Regions from separate parts of the Mus musculus genome. Here regions 2 and 3 are each linked to region 1. A link is a contact called in public Hi-C data. All regions are on one chromosome and are shown on one strand. The core of a region is the stretch at or near the end of the contact, and the rest is flanking DNA. Distances in the headings are between cores, read along the strand shown. Region 1 overlaps D430042O09Rik (RIKEN cDNA D430042O09 gene). Region 2 overlaps Gsg1l (GSG1-like). Region 3 overlaps Gtf3c1 (general transcription factor III C 1).

Evidence for each region. A called contact is a pair of places that touch in the nucleus more often than the background predicts.
Region 2: a Hi-C map of forebrain shows a contact between it and region 1, with 3 times the contacts expected there. The contact joins two enhancer-like sites. A contact is called at or near these places in 1 of 484 Hi-C or Micro-C datasets (forebrain) and 4 of 9 other capture datasets (adipose tissue, embryonic stem cells, liver and 1 more).
Region 3: a Hi-C map of cerebral cortex shows a contact between it and region 1, with 2.4 times the contacts expected there. The contact joins two enhancer-like sites. A contact is called at or near these places in 1 of 484 Hi-C or Micro-C datasets (cerebral cortex), 1 of 115 datasets of contacts at active chromatin or transcription factors (bone marrow-derived macrophages) and 2 of 9 other capture datasets (adipose tissue and pancreatic islet).

The regions. Positions count from the first base shown.
Region 1 is chr7:125,845,218-125,849,025 of GRCm38.p6, reverse strand. All of the region lies in intron 15 of D430042O09Rik (RIKEN cDNA D430042O09 gene), which reads right to left. Among named protein-coding and RNA genes, the nearest start is that of Gm51456, 110 kb to the left of the region's middle. Within about 2 kb of position 1,960, at least 21 of the 459 cell types and tissues checked have an H3K27ac peak or open chromatin away from gene starts, as enhancers often do. A contact at or near this core is called in cerebral cortex and forebrain, where this site is marked.
Region 2 is chr7:126,006,714-126,010,521 of GRCm38.p6, reverse strand. All of the region lies in intron 2 of Gsg1l (GSG1-like), which reads left to right. Among named protein-coding and RNA genes, the nearest start is that of Gm51456, 56 kb to the right of the region's middle. Within about 2 kb of position 1,616, at least 33 of the 459 cell types and tissues checked have an H3K27ac peak or open chromatin away from gene starts, as enhancers often do. A contact at or near this core is called in forebrain, where this site is marked.
Region 3 is chr7:125,692,579-125,696,386 of GRCm38.p6, reverse strand. Gtf3c1 (general transcription factor III C 1) reads left to right here. Exons shown (of 37, transcript NM_207239.1): 6 at 3,125-3,248. Among named protein-coding and RNA genes, the nearest start is that of Gtf3c1, 13 kb to the left of the region's middle. Within about 2 kb of position 1,851, at least 9 of the 459 cell types and tissues checked have an H3K27ac peak or open chromatin away from gene starts, as enhancers often do. A contact at or near this core is called in cerebral cortex, where this site is marked.

The DNA.
Region 1 (3,808 bases), core at 711-3,210:
CAGCACCTGCGCTCCACTCCCTGCCTGCAGTCCACTCCCAGCCTGCGCTCCAGGGAGCTTGGCACTATCAATTACTCCTCTCTCTAGGTTCCTCCAACACTGCTTCCTCCAGAGCTTTCCACTGCTCGCTCGGCCTGCAGACATGTATACATCTCTCCTGTCTAGAAAAGGGAGGGTACCAGATCCTGTGGTTCCCTCCTATCATGCCCTGTTCTCCTCCCCTTTTCTATACAGACATCTATTTCCTGTCTTAATAGTGGCCTTTCAACTCCACCCTGAACTCAGCTTCCCTTCTTTGGGGAACAAGCCTCAGCTTTCTGAAGACCATCCCACTGTGAGGCTATCCACACAGAAGCTGGTGTGTGTGTGTGTGTGTGCTGTCATTCTCCTGGCCGAGTCAGACTGATGGGATACAGGGTTGCTATATGTGGAGGCCTAGCTGACTACACTGTGGGGAACCTGCCTAAAAATGATGCCAACTTGGGAACAGGAATCAAAAGGTAAGGAGAAACTTTGATGGCTTTCTATGGGCTCCTGCATCTCCTGTTCCCCACAGCACTGGTGGCTTTTTGCACTTTGAATGCCTAGGATGCCTATGACTCTCAGGACTCCCCATTTACAGCAAGTGACAATGACTTCTAGTCTTTGTCAGTTTTCACTTCATTCCTGACATCCCAGACAAAGGTCTTGCATTTGACAGTCTGTCCTCCCAGTGGTTTAGGAAACATACCACTTCAGCTACCTGACCCATAGGTCTAGCTAGCTAGCTTTTGTTTCTTTTCCTTTCCTCTCTCTTTCTTTTTCCACCCATATATCTCTTTCTTTGCTTCTTTCTCCCCACCCCTTTGAGATGCAGTCTCATTCCATAGCTCAGACTGGCCTCAAACTGTGACCTACCTGCCTCAGCCTCCAGAATCACAAGAGCACAGTGTGCCCACCACACCCAGCCTACTCACAGCGTCCTAGCACAGTGGCACCACCTTGTTGCTGCAAAGTCTAAGAATACCTGAGACTTACTTGGTCCTTGGTTCCATCCTGCCCTGTTCTTACCCAGCTAGCACTCTTTCTCAGCTCCCACACAGGCACTGTCCAACCTCAGAGCAAGTTCTGCCAGGCTTCTTTAATTCCAGTGACAAAACTACTAGGCTCTTTGCTGGTGACAGATAGAAAAGAGGGGACAAAGCAGGCATGGCAGAACCCACAGATGACAGCCTCCACACTGATCTGGAGGACTGAAGGCAAGAAGCCTCTCTATCTTAGAAAACACTTTCTAGATTGCTATCTGTGTGGTCTGGTCACTTTAACACCCTGAGCCATGAGCCTACAGCAGAGTTTGTCACATGCTATTTTCATCACCACGATCATTTCTTATGCCAAGAATAAGAATGCTTTTGCTCACTGTGCCCACAAGCCCTGTTGCGGCTCTTCCTAATTCTGCAACCTCCATCTCCCCAGCCACTGCTATTCTCCTTCACCCCACCAGATGTCTTCTTCAGTGGGGCTTTGTCCTTCTCTGCCTTCTGTGGGGACAGCTCTTCTTCCACATGGTCACTTCCTTTCAGTGCCACCCCTCCACCTCATCCTTGCTCCCTGGCATGACCGGGTGCCATGCACAGAAAGCATGAGGTGCTAGAAATACCTAGACGTGTTTGCTGGGACAGGAAGGCCTGTCAACACTAGCTTCTTGCCCTCAGTCTCTTGGATCAGCCTGGAGGTCGTAACCTGCAGGTTCTCCCATGCCTCTTCTGTTCCCATCTTCCTATCTGCCACCAATAAAGAACCCAGAAGTCCCCATTATTCTCTCCTCCCAGGAACTGGTGTGACACGTGGCAGAAGGGGCTCTAGCACAGGCTGTCATCACTCTGGTCTCTGTGATCTGAATTCCTCTGACTGAAAGTAATGGCGGGATTAGCCTATAAGCGTGCCAGGAAACACTACATACACCATACACCAGGAACTTGGCTGGCATGCCTCTGCCAGGGAGCAGGGACTTGGCATTCCTTCTGAGTCTGCCTTCCAGGCTCCTCCCTGAGTCGCATACTTGTTCTAAAAGGAGAGGCATAGACTTTCTCCTGCCCCTGTTGGCTGTGATGGCAGCTGGCATCCAGGTGTCTCCCTGTGCGCCTCTGCTGGGGACATGCTCTGAGACTACTTGGGACTAAGCTAAGGCTTGGCTTGTCACTGCTGACAAGCTTATCCTAAATCTCTGTTAGACAGGAAGTTTCCTGTTTCTCTTCTGTGGTACTGAGGATGAAATAAATGTTAAACACGCTCTCATTAAACCATGTCCCCAGATCCAGTCCTAAACCCAAATGAGCAGCAGAAAGCAATGGTGTCCATCTGCAGTCTATGAAGTCTAGAAGGATCTCTGATGATGACACAACAGGATTCAAGAAGCCAGAAGACTTGTCCTGTGTGGAGTCAGATACAGACAATTGAAGCTCAGAGTTTATAAAACTGCCCTTGTCACCATCAGCACATCGGCATCAATGGCCATTAACACAGGAAGCAAGAATGGACAAGAATGGACGGGGAAATACAACACAACTACCTACCTTCCTTCCACTGCACCTGCTTCAGCCATTGCTGACTGGGCACAGTCTGGACAACTGACCCAAGTCTACCAATCAACACCCCTTGAGACTCCAGAATTGGCTGCAGGGCCCAGAACCAGCACTCAGACACTTGGGACTGAAAGGCCTTTGGCTACCTGTGAACAAACTAGCAAGGAAAAGGTGGTCTGGTGGACTTGTGCAGAGAACCAAGGGAACAGGGAGAAGATGCTACTAGCCTTTGGTATTTTGGACCCTGAAGTCTCCACCTACTCTTCACTGCTCATGGTAAAGGCTGATGACACCTCATCCACCCATGGCCGATGCACCCCGCTTCCAGAATGGACATGGTATTATAGTAAAACATGATCCCCTGCTAGGCCACGGTAAAGGTCCACTGTGGGGGTCTCACCATGGGGAGCACTATGAAGCTTATCGCTCCACTAGCATTTTGGTAGACTCATCCAGCATGCTTCCTGGAGGCCCAGGCAGTGGGGCTTTGGAATTGGGTGATGGGTAATAACACCATTTCTAAACAACTTTCCTCATTAGCAAAACCAGCTAACAAGCACTAAATCTTAAGGACTTGATTCTTGATGTGTCATTGAACCAAGCAGGGAAATGCCTGGCAAGAAACTCAAGTGAGATTGAGGCCTCTGAACTTGGACAGTTGGACTGTTGCCTGTCACCAAGAACTCCCTGCAGCTCCACGTCTGCTTAAAGCCTGGCTGGCCATCCAGTGAGTGTTGGCAGTTATGCTAATAGGCTCAGGATGGTGGGACTGATCCACTGTGGCTCAAATTCTATACTAGCCCCACTGGGTGTGGGAAAGGAATCTCTAGAAAAGTGGCTTAAACTTCACATTTTTTTTTTATCTATAAGATGGGGCTGTTAAGAGGATTCAGAATCATTAAGGTTGGACCAGACCTTGGCAAAGAATACATGGATCCAGGCCCTGCTTGTCACCACTGTCCTGCCCCACAGCATGTCACCTAAGCCAGGATTTCATACCCAGAAGGCTTCTCTTTCTTTTACTGTCTATGTTGTTTAGTGTGTGTAAATAATTGTGTGTGCACAGATACACATATTTGCATGCCTGTGGAGGCTAGAGGACAAACCTGGTTATCATCTTGAGGGAATGCCCATCTCTGTCGAGACAAGGTCTCTCACTAGCCTGGATATCATTATTTGGCTAGACTGGCTAGCCAAAAAGGGATCCTCCTGCCTCTGCCTCCCCCAGATCTGGAATTGCGTGG
Region 2 (3,808 bases), core at 367-2,866, 160 kb before region 1:
GGACACCAGGACCCTTCCCCCCCTCTCTGCTTTCTGCCCACCGGGAAGGAAGCCACTTCTGTCGTTCACAGGCACAAAGCAAGTAGCCAAGAGACTGAAGCCGGTCGCAGCCATGTCCTCCAAGCTAAAACACTTCTTTCAGGCTCAGGAAGCAAACCTCACAAACCCAAGGAGACGTCTCAAAAAGACGAAGCTCTCAGGACTGCTCCTGCAGTCTGTGCAAACAGGAACAACTGAAGGGTGGCATCTGTCGGGGTGAAGCTTCTGTGAGTTACCTACCTCATTAAGTGACCTCAGCAACCTCACTGCCTCACCAGGCTGGATTTGGGTGGGAGTCTTTCTTTAGTCTCTCACTGGGAAGTCTATCTGGAGTGAACAGAGATTCGTTCATGTCACCTCTGAAAAATCCCATGACACCTCTGAAGCTGTAAGCTGTGGTAAACCTTTCCCCATTTCAGATGACTCCCCTGGGAGTTTGTCCCACCAAACAGAAAGCTGAGGCGGGGGTCTGGTCTCAGCTGCCATTTTCCAGGCCAGGAGCTGAGGCCGTTGATGGAGCTCTGGGCTGCCACCTGCTCTGTGTAGTAAATCTTCCTTCTGTATACAATCTCTAAGAAATGGGGTCCCCCTTGCTGCGCCCTCCCTCAGCCCTGGCACACAGAAGACATGGAATGGGCACCGTCTGCATGCCAGTCCCCTGCAGGCATGCGATTCTATTGACGCCTCATCAGAGCCCGCAGAGGTGTTTTGGTTTCTCTTGTTTCCCCGAGCGGGGAAGTTGAGGCTTACCGAGCTAGAACAGGGCCACGCAGTGTCAGAGCTGGGGTTTAATTCCGCAGCATCCGAGGACCATGCTAAAGAGCATGGGGTCTGGGTTCACATTCCGGCTGTGCCTCAGTGTCCGCAGAGCACCAGACAAGCTACCCACCAATTATGGCTCAATGTCCCTTCTGTAAGGCGAGGGTCACATCACAGCTTGTGGGGTTCTGAGACCCAAAATGAGATGATCCATGCAAGAGTAGGTCAACAAATATCTGGTTGAATATTTCGTTCTATTCCCCTGCTCATCAGTTCCCCCTCCCCCTGCCCTTCCCCCCTAGCCTCCCCCCTCCAGTCATGAGCTAACTTGTGTTTCTGTCTATTCAACTAATATTCAGCTACTCCACTGAGGGTGGCAAGAGTCCCATACACCCCAGGCACTTCCACAGCCTTCCTTTCATCCCCCCTCCCCCACCCTAGCTCTCTGACGTCATAACTTAGCTCTGGTGTATGTCAGAGCTGTAAGACAGTTGACTCAGAGAGGTTGATCGGGGAGCCTAATGACACACAGCATCATGGCAGGTCCTATTTGGCTTTGTGCCACTTTTGCCCGGTTGGAAATGCCACCCCACCTACAGTTCTGGCCCCTTGTTTGCTTCTTGGGCTCTAGACATTCTTTGGGTTGCTCGCTGTGTGTTCCCACAGCCTGGGAGGCCCCTGCCTTGAAGCGGACAGCTGTCAGGGTCCACGTGTTGGAGCAGCTGAGGGAATCCAAAGCCCCCCTGCTCTTGCTGCATCCCATCTGCTGCCTCCCACAGCCTTGTCATCGGCAACCATCTGCCGGGTTCCCCAGAGGCATTGCAATGCTTGAATGTGGCATAGATGCCCAATAGGCTTTGTGGCCGTGTGGATCAGGGAGGGACCCGTGCCTGCAGTTCCTGGAACCTTGAGCTCCAGACAGCCTCCAAGTGGAGGTCCTTGGAGGCCAGAGTCCACCTAGCCTGGTGCTCTGGGGCCAGCTGGGTGGCAGTGGATACCACTAAGGTTCCTCTGGCTTCCCAGCCTGGGCTGTCCTGGCCCTGCTTGCCTGGAGCAGCCAATGTGATAGGCTGGAGGCAGGGCTTCTCTGGGCTGCTTCTGCCTGGTAGCCTCTGACCCTTGTCTACCCCCTGTTTGTGGATTTGAGTGGAGGCTGTCCAATCCTCTCACTAGCTTCTATTGTTTGTGGCGCTGGGGACAGAGGAGCCTTGAGCTTGCCAAGCCAACGCGCTCATGTCTAGTCACACCCCAGCCTGTTTTAAGTCACTGTGATGATAGTTTTACTGCAATTTTGTTGTCCTCCTGGGGAATTGGCCCATGGAAAGTGTCCACTTTAGCAATAGGTTCAGAGCTGTGTGCCCACTGCCACCTGGTGTAGTGCATCTTTGTCACTCAGCACCTGTCCCTCCTCAGTTGGCCCCCAAACTAGACAGCAGTCATTGTAGAATTGTGGCCTCTGTGGTTGCGTTCACTTCTAAGGGGTTTTTCAAGAGTTATCCTCTCTCTCTCTCTCTCTCTCTCTCTCTCTCTCTCTCTCTCTCTCACTCTCTCTCTCACTCTCTCTCTCCCATCCTCCCTCCCTCTCCCCCTCTCCCCCTCCACCTCTCTCTCTCCTCCCACCCTCTCCTTCTCCTCCCTCTCCCTCCCCTCTCTCTGTCTCTGTCTCTCTTTCTCTCTCTATGCATGGTGCACATGTGTGTGACAGGCAGATGTGTACATATGCACGTGTGTTTTCACAGTTTTTTTTTTAAATCTTCTTTCTTTTGGAGACAGGGTCATCGAACCTGGGTTTTCTGGATTGGATTCAGTAGCCTAGCTGAGCTGCAAGGACCTCTTATCGTCCCCCCTGGGGTCACCGGTGTGTGCCACCAAGCCAGGCTCTTTGAGCGGGTGCTGGAGTTGCTCTCAGGCCTTTCTGTTGGTGCCGCAGTCACTTTACCACTTATCCACCTCGCCAGCCCCCTAATTCATTTCTTTTGATCACCAAATAATGAGCTTTTAAAATTGACACAATATTTGTACTTATTTACGGGGCATCAGACTTTGGCGTGTGGCTGTAACGTGTAATTATCAAATTGGGTAATTAGCATTCTCAGCTCCTCCAGCAGTTACTTCAGATGCTCTGAAATATACAGTGAACCTCTGTGGACTGTACCAACCCTCTGGCTCGCTCTTATGAAACCAGCTTAAAATTTTTTTTTTTTGGTATGGATAGAATACATTTTGCTGAGCTATTATTTATTTGTTTAAACCTTTTCAAAATTGGAGAAAATAGCACAATTCAGAGACGTGGGAAACTTGTGCAGAGAGCTTGACAGGGTATCATAAATCACTACCTCCAGGCTGGGAATGTCCCTGCTAGGCTCTCAGAAGCCACTTTCCCACTGCCCCCTTGCACAGGGAGCTCTTGCTTAGTGTCACAGTAGCAGCTGGCAAGCTGAGGAGGCCCTTTCTCTTTTGTAAATAAAGTTTTATTGGGACACAGCTGTGCCTATTCTTTTTATGTGACCTATGGCTACTTTTATGCTCTGATGTCAGAGCTGAGCAGTGGTAGCTGAGACTGGCCTGCAGACATAAAGCATTCACTCTCAGGTTCTTCATAGATAATGTCCTCAGTGTCACCCACAGTATGGCATGTGCCAGAATTATGTGTCTTTGTGTATATGTGTATTTATGTGTGTGATGTATGTATTTATGTATTGTATGTGTGGTATATGTGTGTGATATATGCAAATGTATGTGCTTGTGTGTATGTGTCTATGTGTATGTGTGATATACAATATATATGTTTGTGAGTGTGTATGTGATGTATGTATATGTATGTGTTTGTGTGTCTTTATGTGTATGTGTGATGTATGCATATATATTTTTGTGTGATGTCTGCATATGTATGTATTTCTGTGTATGTGTCTTTATTTGTATATGTAGTGTATGCATATATGTGTTCATGTGTGTATGTATGTGTTTGTGATGTATGCATATGTATGTGCTTGCATGTATGTGTCTTTAT
Region 3 (3,808 bases), core at 602-3,101, 150 kb after region 1:
CTGAAGACTCGCAGCCCGATCCAGAGCCCAGCAAATGACCTTTTCTTTTCTTTTTTCTTTTTGTAGTGCTAAGAATGGAATTGAACATTAAAACCTCATGCCTACTAAGCATTTTACCACTGGGCTATATCCCCAGCCCTGGCCTTTTCTTCTTCACAGTGAGAAAATGCTGTTTTTCATTGATATTCTTACCCTTGGCTGACTTCATTCCCTCTCGGGTTTGCTCTCAGACCCACTGTCAGAGTTCATTGACATTTAGATTTTCTTTCATCGTGAAACTTGTAATTTTACTCCTAATGGTTTTATGCTGAAGTAACAGGGAGGAAAAAGCAATTGCTGACCTGTTCCGTCTCAGGCCCAGGAGTGGCAGCTATGAGGGGGTTAGTGTGAGAGGAAGCAAGCTCACGGTGACCCTGCTGCCTGGCTGCCAGGGATAGTTCTCAGTGGAATGTTAGCCAAGAGCCCGTGTTAGACATGGAGAAGAGACCGACCACCCTGGATGCTAAACCATGAAGCTGGAATCTGCACGTCAGAATTTGGGCAGTAATTAGTTCCTGAAGGTCTCTGATTACACCTAGCAGAACAGCCAGCAAGAGTCGCCTGTGCTGTGCTAGTCTTTGATTTCATTGTGTACAGGAAGGCCTCTTCCTGTCATAAGAACCATTGCTTCCCTATCTCGGGCAGTAAACTGTCCTGGTGGTTTTGTTTTTTCACCTTGAGATTTCAGATAGAAGTTTATCTATGAGAGTTTAGGTAGGCCTGGCCCCACTGATGCTCATGATGGCAACCAGCTGGAAGTGACCAGCTCCATCAAGTCCCTCAGCTTCCTGTTACCTCCCAGATCCTGGCAGAATCAATGCCTTTGCTGTCCCGAATACCCTGAAGTTTGGGATAGAAGTGTATTTCTCTGTCTCAGTTGATCAAAAAATGGGAAATCAAAAAAAGGAAGAAAAAAACATTTCAGGAGACTTAAATAGAAGTGAGAAAAGTTGCTACAGGCTGAAGAAAGCCAATGTCTGCCCCTTTGTTCTTTTATGTTCTCTGTTCCTGTGTATTCTCTAGGAACTGGGACACTGCTGAACCCCTCCTTGAGGAACAGGAAGCGATAGTCTTGTTCAAGTTAGGACTACGGCCCCACTGTTCAGAACATTGTATCTTTGAGCACATGGCTCAGTGAGTGTTTAGAGTTAGAACTGGATCAAGGTGGCAGAAGTGGGTGAAGATGGCAGGCAGTCCTGGTCACAGGGTCCTGTCATCGGGAGGGCTAGAGGATGAATGCACAGTGGGAGATGTAGCCCTAGACTGCTTACACCTGACAGCAGTTCTCAGAAGAGATAGGGCTCTTAGAAGCTAGCGGTGATTGTGTGAGGTGGTGGGTGAAGGTGACAAAAGATGAGGGGGTTTTTGATGGCCTGGCTTAGACTAGAAGTCTAAGACTTAGAGTCTAGAAGCCTTGGGTAGTACCTGTATCAGTGGCTGCATGGAGAAGCCCAGGAAGAACCAGTGGTGGCACGAGGCACCAAGAGAAGGAGAGCATAGGCTGGGTCATGGCCTGCAGGCCACCACTGCACTTTGAATTTGAGATGTATTTAGAAAGTGACACAGTGTTGAGTGGTGACCCAGGATGTAAGAGGACTGACAGAATGTCTGCAGATACAACTCAGGCTTTTAGTTTGAGTGGCTGACCCTCAGGTAGACTAGAATGTGACAGCAGGCTGGGCTCTGGGATTCATGCTGGACTGCTGTGTGTTCTGTGAGCCAAGAGCAGAGTGTGGGTGAGGAGGGGCACTCTGTGGCCCGAGCCTGAGATTTGTGGAGCAGGAAGGCTTTCTGGGTGTTCTCTTAGAGATGTCTAGTCTGCAGCTGGCGGTAGATTCCAAGGAGAGCCAACCACACTAACCTGTAGCTGAAGTGGGTGCTGGTCTTGGGGCTCCTGCTGTTCTCTCTGCTGGACAGAATGCGTAGGTCCCCTGAAGGCATTCCACATCATCTTCCCTCATTCTGGATGTTCCAGAGCTCAGCACCATATGCTCGGGGTAGGACTTGATGGATGGGTTTCCAAAGGCTCTTTCTAGCTGACAGGCTCAGCTAAATTAACAAAAGGCCCCGTGTACAAACCTTCCTGTTTGAAGGAGCCAGATGGGATTCATCTGGGTTTCTTGGATAACCATATGTTCTGTAGCCCAACGGTGAAAGTGCTGGCTCCTTTGAGTGGGCTGCAGATTGTGCTGAGACTCACAGGCATTTGCTGTCTCTGCCTCAAGTGTGCCAAGCAGTCCCAAGACTCGGAGCAGTGCTGAATAATGAGTGCCTTCTCTTCACCAGTTCATACTTTGCTTGCCCATGGGTTGTACAGCCAGGTGGCAACAAAGGCTAGTAGTAGATTGGCTGGGGGCAGGACATTTTATGCGGTATAGATTTTAAAACTTTGTTGTCAACAGCATCAGAGAAGAGTGACATACGTGTGACAGATAGCAGGCAGCAGCTGACCTTCACCTGTGCTGTTCAAGGGTCTGCCAGGGAATGTATAGACCTATAGTCCCCTGAGGACCACATGCCCTGCTAGCTACAGAGGTGTTTGATCACGTCTCCCTGGCTGGTGCCTGAGAAGCTGCATCAAATGACAACTTGCTGAAGTTGATCTCTCATTTATTGTGAGAGTCTTGGGATGGAACCCGGGTGCTCTGGCTTGGTGGCAAATACCTTTACCTACTGACCCGTCTCTCTGACTCCTTAGGTGACTTTTATTTATTTATTTTTCTCTACTGCCTTTGGGAAGACTCTGTTAATGATTCATGCATACACTTGGATTTTAAAAGCAGTATGGAAGTCTTGGTGGACAGTCTTCTCTTAGCTCTGCCCCTACCAGTCTTACTCTACCCTATCTACTGTTGCAGGGTCTCTCAGCACATCTCTTTCCCCTCTTTGTAGTCACAGCAGGGTGTCTGTGCTGCTCCATACTTTGTTCAGCTCCTCGAGTGCAGCTTGGCAATCTCATTAGTACCTGTGGCATTTCTTCAGTTACTGTCAATTGGTAATTGTCATCCTGGAAACTAGTGTTTCTGCAGTGCTGGGATTCCCCAGTGCCTTAACTTAGCAGTACCCGTGGGCTTATGTTTTGCAGGGGCTGTGTGAAAGGACATTCAAGCGTCTGTACCAGTACATGCTGAATGCTGGGCTGGCCAAGGTGGTGTCCCTTCCCTTGCAGGAGATTCACCCTGAGTGTGGTCCCTGTAAGACCAAGAAAGGTAAGAGCAGAACCTTGTGGCCAACTGGCTCTCCTTGTTGTCATTTTCTCTGGTCACATTCTGCCTTGAAGTGTGAAGATTACACTTCATTCAGTTCCTTACTGCTCAGTGCCTTCTATCTAAAAAGGATCCGAGAAGTGTGCCCCGAATTCTAGTGGACTCCTCTGCAAGGGTGTCCTCTAGCAGCCTTCCCTCTTGCACCAATCTCTTCTTTGTGCCTTCATTCTTTCCTTTTTTGGTACTGGGGACTGAACCTAGAGTGTTGTGCTTTCTGGGTCAAGGGCTCTACTGCTGAGCTGTTTACCAAGCCCTGTTTGAAATACAGTCGTGTCACACAACCATAAGAGTGTGTTTCAGAGATGGACAGCACAGCATGCACTCACACATAGATAACGAGGGTCAGACACTCAGGGTGGCTTCTTGGTGTAATCCAAAGATAGTCAGCACAAAGTGTACACGATTGGCTGGATATACAGGCATGGTGCTTACAATAATAAACATTTTCTTCAAGTAGGAGGAATATGTTGTAAAATTATCATGGTACTCTGTAAACCAGTAAC